Linked DNA regions of Anas platyrhynchos: region 1 is linked to region 2. The links are chromatin contacts, called in public Hi-C maps. All regions are on one chromosome and are shown on one strand. The core of a region is the stretch at or near the end of the contact, and the rest is flanking DNA. Distances in the headings are between cores, read along the strand shown. Region 1 holds the start of FGD3 (FYVE, RhoGEF and PH domain containing 3). Region 2 overlaps FGD3 (FYVE, RhoGEF and PH domain containing 3).

What was found. A called contact is a pair of places that touch in the nucleus more often than the background predicts.
Region 1: a Hi-C map of F1 follicle shows a contact between it and region 2, with 2.3 times the contacts expected there. The contact joins the promoter of FGD3 here to the enhancer-like site in region 2. A contact is called at or near these places in 3 of 8 Hi-C or Micro-C datasets (F1 follicle, liver and skeletal muscle).

What each region holds. Positions count from the first base shown.
Region 1 is chr13:20,279,829-20,283,011 of IASCAAS_PekinDuck_T2T, reverse strand. It overlaps FGD3 (FYVE, RhoGEF and PH domain containing 3), which reads left to right and starts at 1,304. Exons shown (of 19, transcript XM_027467624.3): 1 at 1,304-1,687. The coding sequence starts at 1,552.
Region 2 is chr13:20,208,879-20,212,104 of IASCAAS_PekinDuck_T2T, reverse strand. It overlaps FGD3 (FYVE, RhoGEF and PH domain containing 3), which reads left to right. Exons shown (of 19, transcript XM_027467624.3): 5 at 2,590-2,679. Among named protein-coding and RNA genes, the nearest start is that of SUSD3, 42 kb to the right of the region's middle. Within about 2 kb of position 1,429, at least 4 of the 8 cell types and tissues checked have an H3K27ac peak or open chromatin away from gene starts, as enhancers often do. A contact at or near this core is called in F1 follicle, where this site is marked.

The sequences.
Region 1 (3,183 bases), core at 55-2,554, 71 kb before region 2:
AGGGAAAAGATAAGGAGCAAAGATTGATTATTGGGTAATGAAAAATAGACTAAAGCCTAATATAGTTAATTTCTGAATTTACTGTTTTGCATTTTTTCCTAAGGGGAAATGCCTTTCGGAAGACAGTTTTCTCATTTTTGTTCTTTGGAGATAAATTGTTTGATATGTGTTTTTAAGCTTAATTTGGTTGTTTTACTTGGTATTATTCAGTCCTTGCAATGAGTGGTTGATGATCTTACCTCTCAGAAAGCTGTCCTTTAAACATGTACTTCATCTGAAGACAGTGTTTTAGCATGGCTGTAGCACACCCTCTGCAGAAGGGCCACTCTGACCACAAGAGCAATGCTTCATCAGCACAGCATTAATGCCCCATTGCCTGTGAAGGACAGCATCACCCTTCAGTTCCTGGCACATTCTTCTCCCTGACAAAGACACAGAGCAATGAGTCAGTCCTGGTCTGCCTTTTCAAGAAGCTCTGAAACGACATATGGTTTGGTGTGGCTTTCTGGGAGGTGAGCAGCATTTGGTTGTCTGAGGGGACTGCACAACAGGGCTCATATTCTCTTTGCTTTCCACTCAAGATGTAAGGGAAAGGGCAGCAGTTTGGAGAGCCATCCACGGCCCTGGGACAGATGCTTTCAGCTTGGCCCTGCTACATGCCCAATAGCCACCCTCAGCAGCTGCACAAAGAGCTTTTGGCACTGATGGCAACAGCTGGTGTGGGAGCTGGGAGCCTTGTGAAGCTGAGGAGCAGCTGAGGGAATTGGCGTTGTTTAGTCTGGAGGAGGCTCAGGGAGACCTTATTGCTCTCTACACCTGCCTGAAAGGAAGGTGTGGGGAGCTGGGGGTCGGCCTCTTCTCACAGATAACTAGTGATAGAACAAGGGGGAACGGCCTCAAGTTGCGCCAGGGGAGGTTGAGGTTGGAAATGAGGAGACATTTCTGCTCAGAAAGAGCAGTCAGGCATTGGGACGGGTTGCCCAGGGAGGTGGTGGCGTCCCGGTCCCTGGGGGTGTTCAAGGAAAGGTTGGACGTGGCGCTTGGGGACATGGTTCAGTGGGTGACACTGGTGGTAGGGGGTGGTTGGAACAGATGATCTTGGAGGGCTTTTCCAACTCAATGGTTCCGTCATCCAAACAACAGGGCGGCAGGGCTTCGCCCTGGGCCGCCTCAAGATGGATCAGACCCATCAAGCGGGGCAGCCCGCGGTCCCGGGCGGCAGCCGCGCCTCCGGGAGGCGGCCACGGCGCTGCTGAGGAGCCCGGAGCCCGGCAGCGCCGTCCCCCGGCCCCGGGGCGCTCCCTTCCCCTCCGCCGCCGCCGGCCGGGCCGCGAGGGACGGGACGGGGCGGGGAGGCGTGAGGGGGCTTCACCGCCCCGCCGCGGCCTGCGGGCACGAAGCGCCAGGCCGGCGGGGCGATCCCATCCCCTCCGCTCCCCTCCGCTCCCCGCCCCGCCCGGGCCGCGCCGTGCCGAGGCGGGCGGCGGGAGCCCCTCCCGCCTCCGCCGCCTTCAGGGGCGCCTCGTCCCGCTGGCGGCGCCTCACGGCGCGATGCAGCTGCAGTGGGAGGGAGAGGAAACCCACCCCCCTCGCCCGGCGGCCGCCTTTGTAACCGCGCAGCCCGGCCCGACTCGCAGCGGCTCGGCGAGCGCCGGAGCGCGGCGGCGGGAGCAGATGGAGCCGGAGGGTAAGGCTGCGACCCCGGGCCGGGCCGGGCCGGGCCCCCGCGGGGCTGCTCCGTGCGGGCTCCGCGCCGCGCCTGCTGAGTCCTCGGCGGGGCTCGGGCTGCCCGGGCCGGCGGGGAACTTCTTTCTCTCCCCTTCTGCCTCTCCGTTTCTCCCTCCTCCTCCTCCTGTGCCCGGCTCGCAGCCCTTCTCCGCGGGGCGAGACCCTGGCGGGAGGCCCCCGGCTCCAGCCCGGGCTCCGGCCGCGTTTTGGGGCGCCCCGGGGGCTGGCGGCAGGGCCCCGAGCCCCGTCCCGGGCTGACAATGCCCGGGGACCGCGGCTCTGCGGGAACGCGGTCCTGAGCTGCGCAAATGTATTTTTAGGTCTCCTAAAACCACATAAAACCCGTCCTGTTAAACACTTATTTTGGTAAGGCTATTATTAACGGCACAGATCAAATTTGTTTCCTGCCAATCCATATTTAGGCACTCGTGAAATGCCAAGTTTTTTCTCCGCTCTCTCCTTTTTAAATACCTTTTGGAGCTGTTAGTAGTTATAATGTAAACCATTTCTAGTTGCAAATTGGAAACCTCTGAGCCATAATGGTCTGTTGCATTTAGCTGGCTGGCTCTTGTAAGCTCTACATTCTCATGCAAAAAAAAAAAAAAAAAAAAAAGCCTAAAAAACTTACGAGATTCATGTTTTAAAAATTGGCTGCATACATACATCGTAGCTGTTTTTTAAACCTCAGTACCTAAGTCACATTTTCCATTCCAAGCATTGAGAGTGGTTAAACTGTGTTAAAGGGATAGCTCTACCTTGGTTCCTGTGCGAGCTTTGGGGAATTTTAGCACAAAGGAAAATGGCTCTACAATGTAACAGAACTGGGGGCTAGCGCTTCTTGCAGTGCCTGAAACACAGCAGCACCAAGGACTGAAAGGGACTATTGGCAATTGTTAATGGCCAGAATTGGGTTTGTTGTCCACGCGGAGAGGCGTACAGAATGTAAACGGAATACATCTGGTGACGAACACACTGATAAAAATATTTTTTTACATTCTTTAAGATGTACATTTGTACTAGTAAGCCAGCTTTCACACCATTAGAAATTAGAATGCTTTACTTATACAGATGATATTCGAGCTAGCAGAACCGTATTTATAAAGTCATACTAAGCAAACTGGGTTTGTTCGTATATCTCCTTAGCTTAATAAAGCTGGAGGAAAATGATAAAAATAAAATTGAATTTAAATGAGTTCCTTCTTTTGAAGAAATAAATCCTTGTGTTGTACAAATGCAGTTTCTCTTCTGCCCTACTTCTTGGGCAGGTAAAGGCTGGATCAACCCAAGAAAGATCACAGTGAGTTGCAGACCTGCTGAGATTTACCGTCTGCCCTGGCTTCAGGGCTATTCAGACAATCTGACTCCTGGCATCTCCTGGGCTACTCGGGTACTTCAGTATGTTAAGCTTGGAGACGGTCCTCCTGTGTGGATTTGAGCCTGCAGGAGGTGACCAGG
Region 2 (3,226 bases), core at 180-2,679:
ATAAGGCTGTTACCTAAGGAATATAATCTGTGTTTGAATTTGCACGTTTGTTTTAATTTCCATTTAGAAGCATGGACTGTGAAATATCTTGTCCGTGGTACCCTGCCATACAGCTCAGGCTGTGCTAGAGCTGCTCTTCCATGGCACACAATGCAGAAGGGTCAGAGGACCAGGCTGTCTGGCATCATTCACTGCATCAACTATTTTGCAGAAAGCATTATGTTCGTTGGAAGGTGAATAAGGTGCAGATTAGTCTGAAAAACATGCCTGTCTCTGTGCCTGGCAGAAGCAGCGGCTGAAGATGGTCTCTCTTTAAAACGTTCTGCTCAGCTCAAGCTCGTGTTGTGTTCAGCCGCTGTTTGGTATTTCAGCAGATGTCAGCAAGTTTTTTGGAAGTATAAACCGAGTTGCAGATGGTGAAGGTCAGGAGGTTAAAAAGTGCCTGTGCTATGTAAAGATTTACTTTTGAAAACAAATGTATTTGGTTGAAAATAATTATTTTCCAAATTCTGTATTCAAACAGATCAGAGGATGTTCTCGTGGCTGGCATGCCAGCCTGCTGACATCAGTGCCTTCCATTCAGGCGCCCCGTTCTGCTCGCAGCTAAACTGGCAGATAAATTCCTTCTCAGCGAGAGATCCTTGTAGTTAGCGGAATCCCAATGGCCAGCAGTGTATTTCATTATAAACCGTCATACATCGTGTTTCCCCATAACAGCTTCAAAGCATTGTTGTGCTGTGATTTTTTTCCTCCCCAAATATTAATATATAGCACATGAGCGAGTGGAGCAGGATGTCGCGTAGCACGTTAGAAAAGCTTAGAAGAACATTCAAGTTTGCTTGAAATAATTAGAGCAGCCAGGCAGGCCGAGCACGCGGCCGGGCTCCTTTGTGGGGCACGTGCAGGGCCCCAGGTCTGTGCGTGGGAAGAGGAGCAGTGCCTTGCAGGAGCCTGACACTGGTTCAAATCCAGCGAAGCTCTTTGCTTTCCTTCACTTAATACTTGCACCAACGGAGGATGCTTAATGCTAAGCGGTGTCTTGTTTTAGGTAGGGTCTGGTTTGCTGGGATTTATGGCGAGCTTTGAAAAAGGCTTTAAGGCCTTCCCCTTGCACTGCAGCTTGCCTAAATGCGTGTGGGTTTTTTCCCTTTTTTTCTTTTATTTTCTTTTCAACTTTGTTTATAATTAAAACAAGCTGGCAACGAAGCAGCTTAAGGAGGGCATTTCACTGACATTTTCTAACAGCTTGGTGGTGGCCGGTGGTGTGTGTGCAACGTGCTGGCACGCACCCGCAGATAGGTGTCTGGGATAGAAATCCCTGCTGCTGCCCAGGGGCCCAGGTGCTTCCTGAGGCGGAAGCAGTGCTTTGTTCTTGATTGCCTTCAGCTGGACTCTTACTCCCTGGATGTGTCCTCCCGTCCTTGCACGAGCCTGGGTGAACCTTCACCGGCTGCCGTGTCGTGTGCTGACGGGCTCCTGCTGCGCTGCTCGGGGAGGCGGCTCTTGGTCTGAAGCAACACCTCGGCCATTCTCTTTGATGCACATTAGTTTTCCTGTGGAAGAAGTGGTGAATAATGGCAGCAAGCTGATGCTCTCTGTTGCATTAACTGTTTATATGTCTCTCTAGCCTCCATCTTTTTTTTTTTCTTTTTTCTTTTTTTTCTCTTTTTTTCCAGCTCCAGCCCATTAAAATTCCCCTACACTTGCTTGACCTTGCTGCTACTTTCCAATGTTTGCATTCCTGAACACAAACCAACCAGCCCTGAGTTTTGAAACCTACTTTCACTTTGATTATAATATAAGCACAGAGTTTGAAGTCTAGACCCTTAAAGGTATCTAGAGTTTGTCAGAAAGCTGCAGTCTGTGCCATACCAATTCAGGTACTTTTAAGCCCCCAGAAAGCTGAGAATCTGTGGAGCCTGTGTAGCTTTTGGCTAACCTGTGAATAAAGGTGATGCTGCGTTACTGGTTCAGAACTCCAAGCTTTTGAACTAGTCCTTTCTTATTTTATTTTTATAACGGGCATAATGAAAGACTTCGCTGGGTGATTTGGGTTATGTTGCTGGAATTCTTTCCAGGAAATTGGTGGGTGTTTAAAGCTGCACAAAGCTGTTAGAGATATTCCACAGAGAGTAATGCTGCACTGACCGGGGAGTGAAATCTCTGGCCAAACAGGTCTCTTCTAATTTCTATGTTTTTTTAGTCACAGAACCCGAATTAAAAAGGGAGACCTGCTGATTTACAATATAGTGCCTTAGTTACCAAATAGATAAGCTATATCTCCAAATCCGGATGGTATTTCTGGTTCTTTGTAGAAAACCATAAAGAATTAAAATGATATCCTGAGCAGCTGCTAAATACATTACTAATTGCACTTTCAGAAAACTGTTTTAAAAATGTCTCTAGAGCAAACTGATCCTTCAGTGAGAAATGCGGAGCGGATTCTGAAATGTATTAACCCCATTCACTTCAGGCTTCTGTACTGGCAGGGAATTTAGCCCGCTGAGAAAATGGAAAGGGGAACAGTTGGTGAAAGTTAGGTTTGTAGGAGGAGATGGATTGTCTTATTTGTAACTTTTTTTTTTCCAGTGTACAGAGCCCCAAAAGCTATTCAACATTGCAAATGAACTGCTCCATACAGAAGAAGCATATGTGAAAAGACTCCATCTGTTGGACCAGGTAACTCGATTTTGAATGAACTGTGCCTTGTCTTCAGTTAAGCCTCTGACCTAAAGCTGGATAGTGTGAAAACATGACTTGGTGGTGGGAGATGGAGCTGGCTTGCCAGGGTGCATGCTGTGGGGCCCAGAGGGGAGCTTTTGGCCACTGGTTCTCTGAGCTGGAGCCCGAGGGTTAGGAAAAGAGGAATGGGAAAGCAGCGGCCCATGATACAGACATTATAAGCATTTGATTCCTCTCTGAGCATATGTGGAGAGGAAATCATAGGGACACTCAAGGCACCAAAAATGATGAAATCTCTGACTGCTCTGCAGAGGACAATAGACTAGACTAAAATCAGGCAACAAGGGTCAGCCCCATGCTCAGAGTGATTTTTGTTTTTCCCCATTGTGATTTGTAATTGTTTTCTGTCATGTTTACACACGAGGATAAAGTAAAGCTAGGATGATGAATCCAAACTTCTTCCCACGTAAAATGTTTTGGTGAGTCTACGCGGTTCAGGCATTTCTCTATTTATCTCTATAATGTCAATGTTATGTATTGTATA